2 separate regions of the Mus musculus genome follow, and region 2 is linked to region 1. The links are chromatin contacts, called in public Hi-C maps. All regions are on one chromosome and are shown on one strand. The core of a region is the stretch at or near the end of the contact, and the rest is flanking DNA. Distances in the headings are between cores, read along the strand shown. Region 1 overlaps Dennd1a (DENN/MADD domain containing 1A). Region 2 holds the start of Dennd1a (DENN/MADD domain containing 1A).

Region 1 (2,700 bases), core at 104-2,603:
CATCATGACCAAAGCAACTTGGGAGAGGAAAGGGTTTATTTGGCTTGCATTTCCACATCACTGTTCACCACTGAAGGAAGTCAGGGCTGGAATTCAAACAGGGCAGACACCCGGAGTCAGGAACTGATGCAGAGGACATGGAGGAGTGCTGTTAACTGGCTTGCGTCACATGGTTTGCTCAGCCTACTTTCTTATAGAACCCAGGACCACCAGCCCAGGGGTGACACCAGCCACCATGGGCTGTGTCCTCCTCCACCAATTACTAATTAAGAAAATACCCTACTGGTTTGCCTCAACCAGATCTTATGGAGGCATTTTCTCAATTGAGGCTCCATCCCTGCCAGTGACTCTAGCTTGTGTCAAGTTGACATAAAACTAGCCATCATAGGAGACTTGAGCTGAAGTTTGAGATTAGAAACTTCTTGAAAGGCTGAGAAGATAGGTCCTTGTTGAAGGGAAGAGCAGCTGAGTAATTTAGGACAGGCAAGTGCCTGGTGCCTTATGTGTCAGTTCCATGGTCTTTTGCTGTTTCCTTGCCTTGTCTTTAGCATTTGTGCTATTTGTGGGCCTTAGTGGTTCTAATCTCCAATCCAGGGCTAAATGTAACCTATATTAGGAGTTGTAGAAAATTATTTGTGGTCCTGCAAAAGCACTGTTTATGATCACAGAATCCAAGAAATATTTAGTAAATGATGGTCGTTGTACAGTAATAATACTATTACTAGAATCGGAACATGGTTTGATAGAGACATCCTGGTTCTTTATGGCTAGAATTTACGGTGCAACACCATAGGATATGCTAGTGAGTGGCAAAGAATATGTTTGGCAGGCAGAGTCCCAGATGAGGGCACGTATAAGAGTAAAAGGCAATTAATAATGGGGCATCATGGCAGAACCAGGACATTTCCATGGTAATATGCTAAGATGTATCACAAAGGGCTCTGGGAAAACTTGGGTCCATATTGGAAAATTGGCTCTGAACATGGTATTCTCAGCATCATTACGTGTTCTAAATTAGCAGTGAGTGTTAATAGGACAGAAATAGGATTTTCAGCTTCTTTAGCCAAGTAGTTAAAAATACTGAGTGTCTTGAAGAGTGTTGGAGGAATAAGCGGTCTCAAGGTGCTCTCAGATCCTGTGCAAGTTGCTATGGCCTTTATTGTTTACAGGTTTAATGAGAAAATTAAGAAAGGATTGCTTGGCCACTTGCATTTAGAGGAGGCACTTTTTAATTTACTTTTTGATTTGCAGAGAAATAAAAAAATGTCTCCATCTGCACTGGCTTCATTGGCCCTTAAAATAACTTATGTATATTTGTTATGTTATGTAACCTGTCACAACATTAGTCACCACTTCTTCCATAAGGCAACATGTAAACCATCATGGGTAAGCATGACTAGAGCTTATAATTATAGACCAGTTTGTTCTTAGCATTTTAGTCAGCTTCTGCTTTCTTTCTTTTGAGAGAGAGAGAGAGAGAGAAAGAGAGAGAGAGAGAGAGACAGACAGACAGACAGACAGACACACACACACAGAGACAGAGACAGACAGACAACACTGGCTGGCTGACTGATTGACTGGCTGACAGGCTGGCTGTTATAATCTTTGGCTCCACACAGTAGAACTCTGCCTGCTGAGCTAAGAATCTTAGGCTTATTACTTAATCCATTGGAGTGAGGGGAGGAGGGAGAGACAGAAAGGCAGGAATACTCACTCCCTCTTTCTCTCTCTCTCTCTCTCTCTCTCTCTCTCTCTTTCTTTCTACTTGTATTCTTGGGATACTTGTTTCTACAAATGACCTTTTTCTTTGAAACATACCTTTCATTAGAAAAATAACATTGAAAGGTACTGAGATGTACTCTATTCATTTTATGTACAATTTAGTAGTATACACTAAATTATTTGGGAGAATTCCAGTTGACTGGATCAGTGGTTCTAAAATATGGTCACAAGTCAAGTAGAACTGCTATGAGCTACTGGCTACTTGTTAGGAAGATTCTGGGAGGAAGAAGTCTGTCTTTTAATTAGTCCTCTAATTAATTGTAGTCCATACTAAAGATTGAAGCATGTGGACCTGGATGATCATACCTTTCATTTCTTTTAGACTCCTGGAAGACTAGTTTCCACTTCCTTTGTCCCTTACAAATATCTACGTGGTTAGGTATGGAGGAAACACTACCTGACATGAGAGACCATACCCTGTTCTTCAGCAGCTTATGTGTAGAAGAGGAAAGCTAACCATAACCAGTGTTGAGACTGGTATAATGTGGAGAATTAAATTAGGTGCTGGACAGTGTGATGGAGTTGGTCTTTCTGAGTAGGGTTTTGAGTGACAGAAAGAATCACTATGTGAAAATTTCTGTGAAGGGTCTTAACATAGGGGTGAGTGAGCGGCAGAAGACCAGTGTGCCTGGGTCTAGTGAGCCAGAAGAAAGAAATCAGATAGGTATGCAGAGGCCAGATCATGTAGGCTCTGCCTCCCCTTTGTCTTTAACTCTATTTTAAAAAATTATGGCAATATACATAAAATAAAAATGTTTATTCTAACCATTTAAAAGTGCTCAGTTCAATGGCATTAGATGCATCTGTATTGTTCTGCATCCATCTGGCACTAGAATTTGAAGTTTGTGGGGTTTGTGTATGTGGAATGCTTTGGATACATTTAGCATGAAGGGCTGACATGGTCTGAATTTTAGAATG
Region 2 (2,700 bases), core at 61-2,560, 39 kb before region 1:
CAGTCAGAAAGCACAGAGAGAGATGAATGCTGCCTTCCCCGTTCATTTAAGCCAGCCCATGGAAGAGGCCACCCTCCTGAATTAAACTAATCTGGAAACTCCCTCAGATATTTCCAGAATTTTCTCACCTAGGTGATTGGTTATAGAATCTGGTCCTCACAGCAAAATAGCCACCATCTTCACATCAGCTGTGCCTGCTTGCAGAAGGTCATCAGGAGCAGGCCTGTTGGCTGTTAACAGTTTCTCAGAGGGGACTCCACCCGGTTCTCCCAGCCATTTGTATGCAATCTACTCTAATTGCACATTCCTCTGGGCCCAGGGAGGTGCTGTAGTACACAGATTGTAGTAGTTTATAGGAGGTTAACTAAAGAAAACTGTATATATGTCTACAGGAAGCTTTCGGTCATAGAAGGGTAGGTTTTTGTTTTTGTTTTTCAAGACAGGGTTTCACTGTGTAGCCCTGGCTCTCTTGGAACTAGTTCTGTAGACCAGGCTGGCCTCAAATTCACAGAGATCCACTAGCCTCCCCTACTCAAATGCTGGGATTAAAGAGTCTTGGGGGGAGGGGGGCGGGAACACGGACAACGACGACGATGATGGTGTGCACTTTCCAGTGCAGCTGCTTTGGAGTCACCCACACTCCTGTAAGCAACCCCCACTCATGCTTTCTAAGAAAGTCCAATAAAGTCATTGGTTCCACAGGTTAAACATTTGGACTAACTCACCCTCAGCACCTGGCATGCAGTTCTATGATACCCCATTTCCTGGGATGGGCCGGCTTTTCTCCCAAGCTCCTACTTATGGAGGTATTAAAAAAACAAAACCAAAAACAAAACCAAAAAAACAAACAAAAAAACCAACTCTTTAAAGCTAAACATCCATGGTCTGTGAACTTCAGTTTTCAAATTCGGGAAACCAGAACCCTGAAGCCTGACTCAGTGAAACTGGAGTCATTGTGAGTTCCTGAGAGGGGAGGACAACTGTTTCCTCCAATTCAGACACCCCCCTCCCCGAATTTTAGCCTGTCAAAAATTCTCCACTTGAGGAGTGGACGAAGGCTTCTTTAGTGGCCTCTGGGGACACGATGGAAGTTCCTTCAGGTCGCTTTGGGTGGATTCTGATGAAAAGCAGTGGGACAAAGGTCCCTAGGTCTCTTCTCAGAGAAGCCACAGACCTTTCGGGTAGACCACTGTCCTGCTGCGCGCTTCCCGCCCCCCGGGGCCACCCTCACGCGAGTGGACTACACTTCCCAGCAGCCCCCGCGGTCAGCGGCGCGGGCGGGAGGGGGCGGCGGTGTGAGAGACGGAGGGGGCGGCGCGCGCCGGGTACGCGCGCGGGCGACCATGGCGCTCGCCCGGCTGGAGCGAGTACTTTAACCCCGGGAGGCGACAGCAGCTGCGGCGGCCGGGGAGCGAGCCTCGAGCGGGCGGGCCCCTGCCTGAGGGAAGGGAGGAAGGGGCGGGGAGAGCTCCTGAGGGAGGCCTGTCGGCCGCGGGCGGGCGGGCAGTGCAGTGCAGCGCAGCACCGAGCGGGGCCCGCGGGTCCATGAGGAGGCCCCGGGACCATGGGCTCCAGGATCAAGTGAGTGCGGCCGGGCGGAGCCGGGCGCGGGGGAGGCGAGGCTGGGCTAGAGCTGCAGGCCGTGGGCCGCGCTTGGGGGACTTGTTGCCCAGACCGGAGGGGCGCCCCGCGTGGAGGCGTCAAGCGGGGAGGGGGACGGTTGCCATGGTGATGCGGGAAGGCTCGGGGACGGGGTGCGTGTGGGGTGGAGGGGCGCGGATGATCAGATGCCCCCTCCTCACCTGAGGGCGGGAACTGCTGACGCGGTGGCTCCCTAGGCGGGATGTACAGAGCCCCAGAAAACTGTCAGACTGCTGCTGGGAGAGGGGAGGTCTCCGGAAGCAAGTCTTCATAAGGGTGTGTTTGGGGGCGACCCCGAGAGTTGGCAGGTCCTGAGAGGTTGCAGCCTGTCTGCGTGAGGCCTGTAATCATTCCAGAAGTGGTGTGAGGTTCTTAGAGGGAGGGGGCTTCTGGGACATTTAAGGCCTGGATGGCCTGCCTGCACAGGAAGGCGCTTTGCCTTTGCTGACTCTTCCTCTTATCTGAGTCTGCACACAAGCCAGGGCCAAAGGCTATGAAGGAAGACACCTTTAGCTGTCACTGAGCACCTGATTTTGAAAAGGTTTTGCAATCCAGTCAGGCACATTCCCTTACTCCTTCTTCATTTGCTTGGAGCCCCTGGTTGAGGCTTCGTTTTCTCGTGAAAATGCTGATACTTGTAACTTAAGTACCCACCGAAACATTAGAAGTTGTCTTTGGGAATTACAACTTTTCTGTGGTCCAATTTGGGTGTTGTTGCCTTGGTCTCTATCTCCCCTCCCAGCTAAGACCAATTCTGGCCACTCCCTTCCTCAGCCCTAGGACTCAGATGCTTACTCTCTTTCTCTCTCTCTCTCTAATCATTAGCAAATGCTCACTTTTTCTCTATGACTAATAGAATTGCTTAAGGACATTGAAAAACAAAGTTGACAGCATAGGCTTTTCTGGAAAACAGCATTCATAAGACACCATAAACCCTCTTATAGGAAAGTCCGTGGAATGTGATTATTTCAGCATTTTGAGAATTGTACTAGGGAAGTTTGAAAGAGGAAGGGCCTCAAGGGCAAAAAATCTAATAATTATTCAAACATTGCATCGCAT

Evidence for each region. A called contact is a pair of places that touch in the nucleus more often than the background predicts.
Region 2: a Hi-C map of cortical neurons shows a contact between it and region 1, with 1.9 times the contacts expected there. The contact joins the promoter of Dennd1a here to the enhancer-like site in region 1. A contact is called at or near these places in 1 of 39 promoter capture datasets (hippocampal neurons), 3 of 484 Hi-C or Micro-C datasets (cortical neurons, liver and myocytes), 6 of 115 datasets of contacts at active chromatin or transcription factors (CD8 T cells, the SCID.adh cell line, embryonic limb bud and 1 more) and 3 of 9 other capture datasets (adipose tissue, liver and pancreatic islet).

Annotation. Positions count from the first base shown.
Region 1 is chr2:38,247,179-38,249,878 of GRCm38.p6, reverse strand. All of the region lies in intron 1 of Dennd1a (DENN/MADD domain containing 1A), which reads left to right. Among named protein-coding and RNA genes, the nearest start is that of Dennd1a, 39 kb to the left of the region's middle. Within about 2 kb of position 1,353, at least 4 of the 459 cell types and tissues checked have an H3K27ac peak or open chromatin away from gene starts, as enhancers often do. A contact at or near this core is called in cortical neurons, where this site is marked.
Region 2 is chr2:38,285,994-38,288,693 of GRCm38.p6, reverse strand. Dennd1a (DENN/MADD domain containing 1A) reads left to right here and starts at 1,310. Exons shown (of 23, transcript NM_001362973.1): 1 at 1,310-1,581. The coding sequence starts at 1,565.